Regions from separate parts of the Mus musculus genome. Here all the other regions are linked to region 1. The links are chromatin contacts, called in public HiChIP or PLAC-seq and promoter capture Hi-C maps. All regions are on one chromosome and are shown on one strand. The core of a region is the stretch at or near the end of the contact, and the rest is flanking DNA. Distances in the headings are between cores, read along the strand shown. Region 1 holds the start of Msrb1 (methionine sulfoxide reductase B1). Region 2 holds the start of Tedc2 (tubulin epsilon and delta complex 2). Region 3 holds the start of Amdhd2 (amidohydrolase domain containing 2). Region 4 holds the start of Prss22 (protease, serine 22). Region 5 holds the start of Baiap3 (BAI1-associated protein 3).

Region 1 (2,709 bases), core at 25-2,524:
CAGTCTTGGATACCATGGATATCAGCTCCGGTCTTAGGAACAGACTGGCCCTAGAGGACAGTCTTCCAAGCCAAATAGGGAACCCCAGAAAACAGCAGCTGGGAAGAAAGGTTTCAACCTGTCCCCAAAAGATCACATGAGTGGAAGGGGTAAGGATGGTTGCAAAACTGAATTACATAACTGTTTGAAAGACTTAAAAATGGGAACCTGCAGGGTACTGAATCATCGGTCACCCACCACTTGAGGACAGACACCCTGGAGTCTGAACTGTTCTTTCAACCTGTATCAGGAACTGGAGAGGAAGCAAAACTGAGTGAGTGTCTAGCTTGCCAGGGTAGCCTGAGGGCAACTGGAGTGTTGTAGCCAAAAAGAATTCAAGGGAGGTCTCTTCCCAGCAACCCTGTATTACAACAACTGGCTTATAGAGGTGCCCATTGTCACAGCCCTGCCCTCTAGAGGACTGACATCTAACAAACAGATCCTGCCCCTGGAACGCCAGTGCCATAGTTTTTACCAAATTAGTCCAGATCAGCAGAACCCAGCAAGAAGGGAGCCAAGCAACGTCTCTCACAGTACTGGTCAAACTTCATTTATGCTGGCAAGAACCCATTGACAACCAACGCAGAGGACGGAGAGACATCTGGGACAGCACATTCCGGATTGAACAGCAAGTGCAGAGCTTGTCCGCTCATCCAAGCAAATCAGGGGTTGCAGGCGGGGGGGTGGGGTGGGCGAGGGGGTACATTGTCAGGGCAAATTCCAACACTGACCTTGGACCACATACCACCATCATTCCGCTCTAAAGTTCAGACCACTCTGACACCATCCGGTGGCATCACCCTTACGCATCTGGCCCAGAGAATCCCCCAGAGAGATCTACATTTGAAGTTCAAGGCCTGTCCCCCTCGAGAACAGAGTCTACCGGAATGTCCCTTCTCCTCTCAAGTCCTCCTGCTCCAGAATGCCCTGGCCACCCAGCTCCCCTCCTCCAAGTTCTTTTTTCCCAGGCTCGCTTCTCCTCGGCAACCACACTAGCCCAGTCCCGGTTCGGGAACTCCACAGCTCCCCAGGAGGCAATGTATGCTTTAATGCCACGGGGTGTACCTGGCTCGAAGTGATTCTGGAAAACCTCGCCTCCGAAGAAGCTGCAGAACGACATGGTCGCGACGGGACAGGCAAAAGCTCCCAGCCAGGTCCGGGTAAAACCCTAAGATCTGGACTCAAACCCGACCCAGTCCCAATAACCAATCACTTTCCGATTCGCCATAAGCCCCGCCCCTAGAGGGGACCAGTCACTCTTGGATTCCCCACGGCCGCCTCCTAGCAGCCCCGCCCTCAAGGAGTCTCTCCTCCCATAGGCCCTAAACCCCACCCATCCAGCCAAGTTTACCCAGAGATCACGTCCTTACTTCCGCCTCTAGAAGGCCCCGCCCAGGGAGCCGCTCCCAGGAAGCTTAGCTGTTAAGATGAAGGCCAAACCTATGCTAAGCTCCAGTACAGCGGCTAGGCTATAAACATTGGTACTAGCCAATGGTAGCTACTACTAATACCATTGTGCAACTGGCGTGGAGGCGCATCTACCCAGCTGTATCTATAGCCCTCTTATCTGGCGCTAAACCTTGCGCCCGCGTCTGGGATCACCCAACCTCCGACCCAGGCTTAAGATCTACATCAAGCCTCCCAGGGAATGTGGAAGAGAGACAGACACACAGAGACAGACAGAGAGAGTTGCCTCAGGACTTTATTGAACAAAAAGGACCGGACAGATAGCAAGAGTGCTACATCCCAGGTGTGCTCCATTCCAGACATCTTACATGTTTCCCAAGGTCTCCGGCTTCTCTTTCTCCAGATGTTTCTTTTGGGGACCCTGGTTAAGGTGAGGAGACAAGATGAGAGTTAGTCAGGAGAGTCAGTCAAGAAATACTACCTACGGCCAGTGCCAGGGCCACCTAGGGCCTGCTCTACTGGTTTGCTAAAAAGGCCCCTTCTTCTAGTTCCTCTCTGGAACAAGTGGGACTAGCTCACCATGAAGGCCCTCTTCTCCTGCGCTGTCTGAAAACATCCGTGGCCAAACTTAGAAGTGGTGTCAATGAACTTGAGCTCAATATTCTCCAGGGCCCTGCGGCTGTGGTGCACCAGAAGGGACTGGGTATCCAAGAGAGAAGAGATGTCAAGGACAGAGGGCCCCGACTCCTCCTGTGACCTCCAGTTCACACCAAGGAGGACTCAGTCAATCCCTCGCTCTTGCCAGACCCCCTTCCTTTACTCTCCCACCACACAACCCACCACAGAGCACGCTAAAGGACAGAACAGGCCACTGGAGTCCACTCCCCAGCTTGCCAAGCAGCACTGACCTTTCTCAGAGTGATCACTCGCTTCTTGGTACCTGCAATGCAGCCCTTTAACATGATGAAGTCATTGTTCACTTCCCCATAGTGGGGGAAGCCACCCTACAGGGAGACAGACCACACCAAGCCAGGAACAGGGCAGCCAAGTTAGGAGGCTGTAGTGGGAGGGAGCCCTATGCGCAGACCCCAGGGTGCAGGGACAATACCTTCCCACTGGGTCACTCCTCAGGGGGCAGTAACATCTCAACTGAATACTAAGTATCTTTCCTGTGTCATCTCATTTAACAATATGCCTTTTTGTGGGCACACTGATGCTCAGAAGTTTGGGTTTGCTGAGCACGGTGGTATACACTCGTAAATC
Region 2 (2,715 bases), core at 157-2,656, 520 kb after region 1:
AGTCTCCACAGGTCTTAAGTTTCCCTGGGCTACTGGAGGCCCAGTGTAAGTAGGGGTGCCCATCTTCTATCCCAAATATGACAGTGGAACTGCCTAGATCTCAGCCCCTTTCCCACTTGACACTGGGCTAACTTTCTTGCTCTTTTTGTACAGAAACAACCAGGGTTACCTTACTTCTTGGGCTCTAGAACTAATAATTTATATCACCAGTACTGCTGAGCACTGTTCCCTGTCCTCATTTCTTTCAGCAGCCAAGCACATTTTTCACCGTAGAAACAAATGGAAAAGCTGTGTCTAGTGGCAGGCTTCTAAGAGGTGGGAGAAGGAGGCTGCAGAGGCAGCTCATTGGTTTGTAGCATTTGCTGCTTGACCAGAGGACCTGAATTCAGATCCACAAACCCACTCAACCATCTATAACTCCAATTTCAGAAGATCCAGTTCCCTCTTCAGGCCTCCTTGGGCACTAGGCATGCAAGTTGTACGTTGACATACAAGTTTTTTAATTAGGAAATAATTGGGCCGGGCAGTGGTGGCACACACCTTTAATCCCAGCACTTGGGAGGCAGAGGCAGGTGGATCTCAGAGTTGGAGGCTAACCTGGTCTACAAAGTGAGTTCCAGGACATCCAGGGCTACACAGAGAAACCCTGTCTCGAAAAACCAAAAAAGATAAAAGTAAAAAATAATTGAAATGGAGACAGGAAGGTCATGAGTTCAAGGTCATCAGATACATAGTGAATTGAAGGCCAGCTGAGACTACATGAGATTGCACAAACTGACTTGATGGAGAACATAATGTACTGATAATCTATGCCAAACAAGTCAATATTAACCATGTATTGACAAGCTGGCCTAGCTTGGTAGATCTTTGAGGGCAAAGACCATTGCTCTGACCCTTAGCTGCTGTGTTTGCATGTGTCCTATCTACGGCCTCCTGGCCATTCTCTGGGCTTCAGCCTCCCCTCCGCCTATCTATCTACTATCTGACACTCCTCTGTCTCTTGCACAACCTTCCATGACGTAGAGCAGCTTAGCAGACCTATTCTAAGTGCCACATGCTCCAGATTCCCTGGGCTTCATTGTTCACGTCTGGCGCCTGACATTCCTAAGATGTTCCTTGACCCAGTTCTAGCATTGTCTTCTGGCCATATGCTTGATTGCTAAGTCATCCTGGAGTCAGCAAGACCGCTTATCTCTGCTTTCAAAGTAGGTTCGGCAAAACCTGGTTAAGACAAAAAACCAAACTTTAGAGGGTCACGGATGCCCTGTCAGAAGAGCATTATCTGATTAGCCAAATCAGAAGCTATCTTATCTACAGTGGCACTGTCCAGGTTCCAACAGAGCCTTTGCGTCCTCCCGTGGGAGGGGTTAGGGCGGAGTCTGGGATGATGGGTGGAGCTTGAGATGGATTCGCGTTTTGGAGCTGGACTTGCAAGCTGTGCTCAAGATTGGGTAGCCTACCCGGAAGTGGGCGGCCTTCTGCCCGGAAGGCGCGGGACTCCTTGGCGGCGGCAAAAATGCTTGGTGTTAAAGGAAACTACCTACTACCCGCAGACTGCGCTCACCGGTGGGTCTCGTGCAACGGAAGGGAATTGGGCGGACGGGAGCGAGGTTCGGAGGCTCACATAGTACCTGTCCTCAGGCTGGTAGCGGAGCTGCAGGGCGCCTTGGACTCCTGCGCCGATCGGCAGCGGCAGTTGGAGCGGAGCCTGCGCGTTTCCAGGAGGCTGCTGCAGGTCTGGTACGCGGACCCAGGACCTCCTGGCCAGTCCCTCCTCGGACCATCAGGATTATGCAGAGTCCCAGGGCCTAGAAGGCCAAATACAAATGCATGCTTTTAGACTCCGGTTGCCATTGCTATCCTTACCCCTTATCCAGGGTCTGAGGCTGGGAATCTGCTTAGGGATAGAATGTTTGGACCATACCATGGCTGCCCTGTCTTTGCAGGGAACCAGCCAGGACCCCATCTCCAGTTCCAGAAACCAAAGAAGAGGACCCAAGTCCAGGTAAACGTTAGCTGCTTTTTATGGGTGCTGTCCCTGGCCTTTCTCTGGCTTGCTGTCATGGGGGAATCCATCCTGGGACAGTGAGGAGGAATTCTTGCATGGTTCTTGACGTTCATAGCATGTGCACCGAGTTCTCAAGATCTCGAGGAGCTGGAACTTTTGACCCAGGCTCTGGAGAAGGCTGTACGTGTGAGGAAAGGCGTGTCCAATGCTGGACAAAGAGACAGAACCCCCACTCTGACATCTAAGGCAGCCACTTCTGGTGCCGCTGCCGCCTCCCATCCTCGGGCTCCCAGCCGGGGTGGCAGCCGTGTATTGGGTACAAGATCCACCAAGGGTATACAGCGGGCCACAGCCCCTCCCAAGGATTACCCTGAGCACAGACTACGATCAAAGGGTGATAAGACCCATGTAAGAACACAAGACCAAACTACTGGGTATGGACCAGACCTCAGGGACCAACAAATGACCCCGTCATCTGCTCATCACACCACAGAACTCTTCGCATTAAAGGAGAAGGGGTAAGCTTCCCAGACGCTCGTATCCTGACAGGGCATTGAGCTGGTTGAGGAAGCCCCTGGTGCCGACCCGTAAGGGTCATGCACTGAAGCAAACAGGGCAGAACAGGGTTGGGATGGTATCAGGTTTGTCGTTCTGGAGCCTAACCAGCCCATGAGCTCTCTGGACTGGGCGAGCACCCACCCTCCTCC
Region 3 (2,827 bases), core at 63-2,562, 570 kb after region 1:
GGCGGAAGTAGAGCAGGAGGTTGGAGGTATGGCTCTGCTAGTGGGAAGAGAAGTGGCTGCTGCTCTTGCTTGGCTGCCCGCCTCAGTTCTTGTAATGGGTGGGAACCTGGGGAGCAGAATGGAAAAAGCTGCTCTGGGCTCACTTACTCTCTCCTCCCACAGCCATGGGAGCCGCCTATGGCACAGCCAAGAGTGGCACTGGCATCGCAGCCATGTCAGTCATGAGGCCAGAGCTGATCATGAAGTCCATCATCCCAGTGGTTATGGCTGGGATCATCGCCATCTACGGCCTGGTGGTGGCAGTACTTATCGCTAACTCCCTGACTGATGGCATCACCCTCTACAGGTGAGTGCTGGGCCTTTCCTCCCAGGTGAAGTGCTTCATTGTCCTGTGGACAGGCAGATTGCTGACAACCTGTGTCTCTTCTCTCCCCAGGAGTTTTCTTCAACTGGGTGCTGGCCTGAGTGTGGGGCTGAGTGGCCTGGCTGCTGGCTTTGCCATTGGCATCGTCGGAGATGCTGGTGTTCGGGGCACTGCCCAGCAGCCTCGACTGTTCGTGGGCATGATCCTGATCCTCATCTTTGCGGAGGTGCTTGGCCTCTACGGTCTCATCGTGGCCCTAATCCTCTCCACAAAGTAGTCCTTTTCCACCATCAGTCACAGGATAGGATGTAAAGATCACCCCTCCTCATTCCAGAACGAACAGCCTGACACATGCACGGGCAGCTGCCCCTCAGTAGTTGGTCTTGTAAATGTGCAGTGTCCTAGTGCCCATTGTCTGTCGCCCCCGCCTTGCCCCTACTGCACCGTGCTGTGGACATACGGGCCCACTCATCTCCCACCCAGGCCCCTGACCAGTGACGAAGTCAGCCTCTGGTTACCCCACCCATCGCCCTAGAGTGCTCCTGTGTATAAGAATGAACTAGAGTTGTCATTTTTCTCTTCACTGGATGTTTATTTATAAAAGATTTGACCTATTCATGCGTCTGTGGAGCAGCTCCTGTCTCCCAACTATATAGTAATCATTAGTAGACTGTTGCCTTGTGGGGTTCCTGTTGCTGAGACTCCTTGGATGGAGCCACCCTTCCCCCTGCCCTGAACAGCCAGGGTGGAGGATAGAGTGCTACTGCTCCTCAGAGCTGGCTCCCAGCTGTGTCCAATAAAAGTTCTCGGATGTGACTGGCTTGTGTTCTGGCGCTTCTGTGGGCGGGCCTGGCAGGGTTTGTCATCATGTGGTCGCCACCACGTGAGCACCGCGGCCACGTGACAGCCCCTTCAGCTGAGAGTCACGTGATGCGACCTGGCCCCGCTTCCGATTACGGCTGCTCCGGGCTCTGCCGGCTTGCGCCCAAAGCTTGCTGGGTTCGGCGCGACTCACGATGCGTAGCGGGCAGTGCGCAGCGGGGGCCCCGGTGCTCCAGTTCACCAACTGCCGCATCCTGCGTGGCGGCACGCTCCTCAGGTCTGGGCTGCATGGTGCAGGCTTAGGCTGGGTATAGAGCTGATGATACGCCAGTGCGGGGTGCAGAGATGGGGATAGTGTAGGGCATAAGCCCTGAAAGGGGCAGGAATGTGGAGGGCGGGACTATCGTGGGTGTGTGGCCGGGACCAAGAAGAATAGTGGGTGCAGGGACAAGCTGGGTGCGAGATAGAACTAGGGTTTGGTTCCAGGGCCTGGTGGTGATCCAAGTGCCTACTACTCTGCCCTCAGGGAGGATCTGTGGGTGCGCGGGGGCCGAATCCTGGACCCAGAAAAGCTGTTTTTTGAGGAGAGGCGTGTGGCTGATGAGCAGCGGGACTGCGGAGGCCGCATCCTGGCGCCTGGCTTTATCGATGTGCAGATCAACGGTGCGGCCTGGCTCGGGCCAGGGAACCCAGGGCAGGAGCTCCGAGCACTGTGCTACCCCCCTTGTTTTCTGTGGCCACAGGTGGATTTGGTGTTGACTTCTCCAAGGCTACGGAGGACGTGGGTTCGGGGGTCGCCCTAGTGGCCCGGAGGCTCCTGTCCCACGGTGTCACCTCCTTCTGTCCCACCCTGGTCACCTCCCCACCAGAGGTTTATCACAAGGTGAGATGAGGCCGTTCTACCCCTGAGCAAAGGGGCCCTCAGGAAAGGACCACTTCCTTCACCCGAATCTGGGCTTCCTGGACTTGGGTCCGAGGGGGATCCGCCTCACTTTCAGTTGGGTTCTGCCTGGTCTCTGCAACTGCCAGTGCGGTTGTCCTCACGTTTCCTGCCCCGGTTCTCATCTGCCACGCCCTCCCAACGCCCTGTAGGCAGCCTCTGGGTCTCCTGAACTAAGGTCGCCTGGAATTCTGCCACAGCCATTGTCTCTTGTCTAGCTCTTCCTCCCTAACCTGCTTATGCTGTGTGACTCACATGAAAAAGCCTTTCAGAAAGAGCTGCTGTTGCTGTGGACTGGCTTCTGTCCTCACCCTTCCACCTTCTATCTTAGCAGGAGGTCTGTTGTCTTGTTCCAAATTTCATGTAAGGTTCTCCCACAGTTTTCCCGGTTTTTGTTTGTTTGTTTGTTTTTTCGAGACAGGGTTTCTCTGTATAGACCTTGCTGTCCTGGAACTCACTTTGTAGACCAGGCTGGCCTCAAACTCAGAAATCTGCCTGCCTCTGCCTCCCGAGTGCTGGGATTAAAGGCGTGTGCCACCACGCCAGGCTAGTTTTCCCAGTTTTAAGGAAGCTTGTTTAGGTTGCTGTCTTCATGTGTTCTCTGCGGGTTTATCCCTTAGACCTGAACTCTTGCTTTAAAAACGTGGTATTCTCTTATGCAACACAGTTGACGAATTTAGTAAATGAATGCTGTTATCCAT
Region 4 (2,700 bases), core at 76-2,575, 740 kb after region 1:
ATGTGCTAACTGGGCCTAATACCACCTTAATCTCAAACAGTTGAGGTGGGCAACACAGGGACCTGCAGGGCCAGCTCTGGGCAACTTGGAGGCCCAGGTCAGGGAACTCCCAAGAGAGCTGCAGCTGGCCCAGAGGTGGGAAGAGATCAACCTCTCTTTCTTTCCCTGGGTTCAGTGTTACTGTAGCTGTTCCCACACTTATTCATGGTCTTTTCTTCAGAGTAAGTTTTGTGGGCTATCCCAAGGAGAGTCAGGCACCTCCGATCCTGCTGGGGGGGGCCACTAAGTTCCCACGTCAATCCAGTGAGCAGCCAGGCTACGATATCCCCGAACCAGCCCAGGTTTCTTGGGTGATGAGGGAGCTTGGGGACGGCACAAAGTGGGGTGCAGAGCCTCAGACTGCAGTACTATTTTCACTGAACCCATTTCCTCCACAGCCAGGTCTGATCCCAGGATCTAACCCTGGGGAGAGGAATACATTTGTTTGGGATGATGTCGCTGGTTCCTGCTTGACGTGAGGGTGTCATGAGTATAGGACACTTAGTCAGGACAATCCACACCAGCCTACAGCACCTAAGCTTCCCAAAGCCCAGCTCCCTGGTCCTTTGTGTGTGTGTGTGTGTAGGTCCCATGGTGTGAACGTGACCACAGGGTTAGTTCTTCCCAAGTGTGTGTGGGGCGCATAGGCTGTGGCTCTTGCTTTGGGCTTGGCCTGCTCCCTGGAGTTCAGGTGAGAAATGAGTCACCGGAGGGTCACCTACAGTGACAACTGAGAGGAAGTGCCAGGGACAGCTTGGCCAAATGGCCAAGAGGCCATTATGCCCGTCCCTTTGGGGCCTGAGTCACAGCTTTCGGGGAAGTGGGCTAACGGGATTCCAGGGCCCCAAGTGTCTGTCTTGAGTCATGGAAGCAACCAGGGCCCTGGACATGGGCCGTTAAGGAACAAGGTCCCCCTGGCAACCCCAGCCATTTCAGACTGAGTCACTTCCTACCCCAAACAGTCTGCAAACTACAGGGCTCTTTCTCTGTTTACCTGGGAGTCAGTGTTAAAACCATGCCCTAGGCAGTCAGCAAGTCTCTACTTTCCCCCCTCACCCCCCAACCCCCCATGCAGGGTGACCCCGGGCATACAACTGATCTGGAGACCCCCATCCAGTCTCCTGGTAGCATCCCTAGAACCCAGTAACTGGTTGCTTCCTTCTGGCAACCCCACCTCCTCCTTGACCCACAGTCTGGGTGGCCCAGTCTCAGGCACCTGGGGGACTGGTCCAACAGCATTCTTCCTCACAGGATAAAACCTGGGGCAACCTGTAGGGAACCCTACACACTACAGCCACCCGTCCTGCCAGTCTCAAGCAACACAGCCCTTAGGTCCTTTGAGCCGGCCAGCAGCCTTGCTGGGTCTCCACCCATACCAGCAATGATGATCTCCAGACCTCCCCCAGCACTGGGTGGGGACCAGTTCAGCATCTTAATCCTTCTGGTGCTGCTGACTTCCACAGGTGAGCCCCAAGGGCCTGCTGCTCCTCCTCCCCACATCCTCTCTTCCCTCCTCCTCCTTCCCACAGTCACCTCCTCTTCGCCAGCTCAGCTCAGCTCCTTCCCTTGAGTTCCGTCTCTCTTCTTTCCTCTGTTGCCTTTCATCATCGGCTCCCCATGCCTGTCTCCGTTCTCCTTCCTCTGGCATGTGGTCTGCCTCAGTTTCCCTAGCAGCTATGAGGATTGAATGCATGTGAGTGCTCTGGTCTCAGTGCCTGCTCAGGAGCGCCTCTCACCGCTTCCCTGTGCCCTCCATCTCCTGTTTCCTCTTCCTCCTCTATTTCCATCTTGGGTCTCCTTCTGTTCTGGAATAGGAAGGCAGCTGCCTGGGCTTTCATGGGAGCTGGGGGAGAAAACCTGGGTGACAGTGTGTGTGTGTGTGTGTGTGTGTGTGTCTGTGTGTGTGTGTGTGTGTGTGTGTGTGTGACAGGTGGTGGAGCAGCGAACAGTGCTGGAGGGCCCAGGCTGAGTCTGTTTGGGAAGGTGGGGGAGTCCCCAGGCATGGGGCACAGGGCTCCTCACCACTTTCTTTATTCTCTTGCTCTCAGCTCCCATCAGTGCTGCCACCATCCGAGGTGAGTGTGATCAGGTTGCCTGGCTGGGTGGGGGTGGGGCAGTGGTGTGGACAGTCTTTGTATCTGACTCTATAGGGTAGGTCAGTGTGGGGACCCCAGTCACAGGGGAGCATGAGATTGAAGAGGATGGGATGGATACAGGCAAGAGGAGTTGTGTGGGTGGGTGGGGCTTAGGAAGGTGATGAATCTAGAGAAGGGAGGACAGAAGGGTGAGGGACCAACAGAACCAAAAAAATAAAGGTTAAGGGGAGTGGGAGGGAAGGCCAGATAAAGGAGAGAAGAAGGCAAGGGCCAGTCCCTGATAACTAAAGGGGACAGGGACAGGGCAGGCAGGCACTCTCCCTGCAGCAGCAGGCTGTGCTGGACACATGCTGTGCTGGGCACAGGTTTGAGGCCTTGCAGGGGGGTTGACAGGCAAGTCAGAAGACAATTGTGTCTACTGAGATGACAGAAGATGCCATCCCTTGTGCCAGTGTCCCCAGACTGTGGGAAGCCTCAGCAGCTGAACCGGATTGTGGGAGGTGAGGACAGCATGGATGCCCAGTGGCCCTGGATTGTTAGCATCCTCAAGAATGGCTCCCACCAC
Region 5 (2,741 bases), core at 115-2,614, 520 kb before region 1:
CAACTCCAGACTCTGGGAGAGGAGTTGGCTATCCCACTCCAACCCCTATCCCCTATAGCAGGACAGTGTGGGGCATAGAGTCCAGGACCTTCCCTTGCTCATCTGATATCCTGGTCCTGACAGTGGGTTTGACTTTTATCACTTTTGCCTGGCCGGACTGTGCCAAGCCAGAGGTTGACTGAGAACGGAGCATTCTGCAGGACAATATTCTGTTCTGGTGCCTGTCTTCAGTGATGGATGGAGGGACTGACAGAGATGTGAATTGGGATACAGACAGGTGACCTCACCTGTATGTCCCCTGGAATGAAGGACTATGGCCTGACTGTTGTCCCTCAGATGTTTCCTCTCCAAATCCCAGTAATGAGGAACAAAGGCCCCCCGCCCAGCACTCTGGAAAGTCTGTCGCCTCAGCAGAGATGTCATTTGCTACAGTCTGAAGTGGAGAATTTTCAGGCCTGCTTTCCTGACCCTCACACTGGTTGGAGTCCTTCCCATAAGAATGAGACCTTTAAACCGGTCAGTAGTGGGAAACTCTTGAGTTCAAGGCCAGCCTGGTCTACAGAGTGAATTTCAGGACAGCCAGGGCTACACAGAGAAACGAAAAATCAAACCAAACCAAACAAACAAAAGAATGAGACTTTTGGTATAAACTCCAAAGTGGAACTACTTAGAAGCAACATGGCCACCAGTGGTTTCCCACCGAAGTTTGTGTCAGTCTTCAGGGGCCTACTGAGCCCTGGAACAGCCAAGAACAACTCCCAGTGGGTGCTGAGAACCCACACAAAGAACCCTGTCAGGTATTTCCTCTGCCCCAGCTTCAGAGCTCGCACTTTTAGGAACTGGACAGGCAACTCATTTAACAAGTCTCCAGGTGACCTCAAGTGGTGGAGGGGGCCTTAGGAGAAGTGGGCTGGGAACAGCAGGATGTGGCTTAATGTGTGTCTTCTGCACACATTCACAGATAGCAGTGACATCACGAGATGTCCCAGGTTAATACCAGAGCTGACTTCCCTGGAAGAGAGCAGCTCCGGGTAGTACTGAGCAGCAGAGCTTTTGTGAGAGGGTTGACTTTGGATATGGCTGTACAGCACTTCAAGAAACACCAGGCACTTCGTGTTTCCTTTGGGCGACTGTTTCTTTTGGGCGACTGTAGCTTCCCTGCGGCCCTGGGAAGGAGACCCCGTGACAGCCTCCTCCCTCGGGGCAGGAGAAGGGGGGTGGGGGGACAGCTAACACAACCTGTCCCTGCACCCACCTGTAGGTTACTGAGCCCTGTGCCCAGAGCAGGGTCTCTCTGGCCACTACCGTGCTGGTAGAGACCCCCTGCCGACCCCAAACGCGCAGGGTAGGGGTGGGCAGGGCTGGAACCTCTGACCAGCAAACCAGGCCAGGCCCCGCCTCCGCCCGCCCGCGCCCCCCGCCCGCGGCGCCCGCTCTGCAGTGCTCAGTCTCCAGCGCGCGCGGCTGCTAGCGGTCGCTGTGCCTCGGTGTCCCCAGCTAGTGCGACAGCAACGCCAGCGCCAGCAGGGACCCCCCCGACCCTGTGGCCCCCGAAGCCCTGTCCACGGTGAGTGCTGTAACTCCTGCCCAATGTCGTCAGACTGCCGTCGAGGCTTAACCTGCTTTTTATCACAGACAGACAGACGGACGGACGGACGGACGCGACCGCCCCCTCGGGCTTAGCCCCACCCCCACCCCTGGCTTCTGCACTACGCTCCGGGTGGAGCACGGGAATTGCTGGCGTCAGAGGCAATGGGAAACTGAGGTCCTGGGGAAACTGAGGCCGCGCGTGCTCAGAGAGAGGGGCGGGGTCGCACGGCCGGCGTCCTAGGCTCTGAGCTAAGTAAAGGGCTACTGGAGGTCCACACTGCAGAATTCCCCGGGAGGGTTGAAGGGTGAGACCTCCAGAGCCAGAGAGTGCACACCTTCAACCTCGGTTCCCACGGCCGCCGCTGCTGAGCCACCTGACTGTAACCCTTTTTCCCAATAGAGGCCCCTGACTGAAGCGGAGCTGGGGACCTCGGAGACGCCCTACGGGGCTTCTCTGAACAGGTTGAATCCCCTCAAGGCCCCAGCGCCCGTGTCCCTACCACTTTCCGACTCCCCTCATGAGACCTTTGCCCTCAGTAACCCAAAATCCCTGCCAGGGTAAGCCTTTTTCCTCCCTAGTTACCCAGGAATTCGGGTCCCACCATTTGCCTGGGGTCTGACTGTGTGTGTGTGTGTGTGTGTGTGTGTGTGTGTGTGTGTGTGTGTGTGAGAGAGAGAGAGAGAGAGAGAGGCACAGAGGTAGAGACAGAGACAGAGACAGAGAGACAGAATCAGAGAGAGACAGAAATAGAAACAGAAAGAAAGCAAGACCAAGACCAAACTCCCTTCAGACCTCCTGCCTTCAAGGAGAAGAAGGTAACCTCAATAGAACAGGGGAGGGTAACCACAGCCTCCCCCGCCCCTATCATCAAAAACAGCCGATCAGGAGCAACTAACTCAACAGAGACAGGTAAGTAGCAGGTAAGACTCCAGGGTAGAGTGAACCAGTCTCCATCTGTAGGCCTGGAGAGCATCCATCCACAGAGAGCACAGTGCAGATCTCCCCCTACACACCCCTACACTCCCTGTGACTCAGGGAGGGATGAGCTTGCAAACAGAATGTGTAACAGGTAGACCACCTGAGGACTGGAGGCTGAGCTACTGAGGCCGGCCGTGGAGAGGTCCATAGGCACTACCCCACTCAGCACCCT

Evidence for each region. Promoter capture Hi-C pulls out the DNA fragments that hold promoters and counts their contacts. HiChIP or PLAC-seq counts read pairs in DNA pulled down with a chosen protein or histone mark.
Region 2: a contact with region 1 is called in a promoter capture Hi-C map of liver, with 2.3 times the contacts expected there. The contact joins the promoter of Tedc2 here to the promoter of Msrb1 in region 1. A contact is called at or near these places in 2 of 39 promoter capture datasets (both in liver), 2 of 484 Hi-C or Micro-C datasets (both in liver) and 1 of 9 other capture datasets (liver).
Region 3: a promoter capture Hi-C map of pre-B cells shows a contact between it and region 1. The contact joins the promoter of Amdhd2 here to the promoter of Msrb1 in region 1. A contact is called at or near these places in 3 of 39 promoter capture datasets (liver, neural stem cells and pre-B cells), 3 of 484 Hi-C or Micro-C datasets (CD4 T cells, embryonic stem cells and regulatory T cells), 4 of 115 datasets of contacts at active chromatin or transcription factors (bone marrow-derived macrophages, double positive thymocytes, microglia and 1 more) and 2 of 9 other capture datasets (adipose tissue and liver).
Region 4: an HNF4G HiChIP or PLAC-seq map of pancreatic cancer cells shows a contact between it and region 1. The contact joins the promoter of Prss22 here to the promoter of Msrb1 in region 1. A contact is called at or near these places in 1 of 39 promoter capture datasets (hippocampal neurons) and 1 of 115 datasets of contacts at active chromatin or transcription factors (pancreatic cancer cells).
Region 5: a contact with region 1 is called in a promoter capture Hi-C map of stem cell-derived epiblast-like cells, with 2.6 times the contacts expected there. The contact joins the promoter of Baiap3 here to the promoter of Msrb1 in region 1. A contact is called at or near these places in 2 of 39 promoter capture datasets (cranial neural crest and stem cell-derived epiblast-like cells), 2 of 484 Hi-C or Micro-C datasets (the C2C12 cell line and nephron progenitors) and 4 of 115 datasets of contacts at active chromatin or transcription factors (astrocytes, embryonic limb bud, neural tube and 1 more).

Annotation. Positions count from the first base shown.
Region 1 is chr17:24,735,158-24,737,866 of GRCm38.p6, reverse strand. It overlaps Msrb1 (methionine sulfoxide reductase B1), which reads right to left and starts at 1,274. Exons shown (of 5, transcript NM_013759.3): 1 at 1,105-1,274. The coding sequence starts at 1,159. It overlaps Rpl3l (ribosomal protein L3-like), which reads right to left. Exons shown (of 10, transcript NM_001163945.2): 8 at 2,355-2,450; 9 at 2,026-2,145; 10 at 1,724-1,867. The coding sequence ends at 1,811.
Region 2 is chr17:24,219,542-24,222,256 of GRCm38.p6, reverse strand. It overlaps Tedc2 (tubulin epsilon and delta complex 2), which reads left to right and starts at 1,406. Exons shown (of 10, transcript NM_028056.2): 1 at 1,406-1,566; 2 at 1,642-1,740; 3 at 1,947-2,005; 4 at 2,124-2,526. The coding sequence starts at 1,517.
Region 3 is chr17:24,162,218-24,165,044 of GRCm38.p6, reverse strand. Amdhd2 (amidohydrolase domain containing 2) reads left to right here and starts at 1,312. Exons shown (of 11, transcript NM_172935.4): 1 at 1,312-1,463; 2 at 1,713-1,849; 3 at 1,930-2,069. The coding sequence starts at 1,381. It overlaps Atp6v0c (ATPase, H+ transporting, lysosomal V0 subunit C), which reads left to right. Exons shown (of 3, transcript NM_009729.4): 2 at 163-346; 3 at 437-1,180. The coding sequence ends at 641.
Region 4 is chr17:23,996,725-23,999,424 of GRCm38.p6, reverse strand. Prss22 (protease, serine 22) reads left to right here and starts at 1,325. Exons shown (of 6, transcript NM_133731.2): 1 at 1,325-1,502; 2 at 2,088-2,114; 3 at 2,588-2,700. The coding sequence starts at 1,421.
Region 5 is chr17:25,254,987-25,257,727 of GRCm38.p6, reverse strand. It overlaps Baiap3 (BAI1-associated protein 3), which reads left to right and starts at 1,364. Exons shown (of 34, transcript NM_001163270.1): 1 at 1,364-1,567.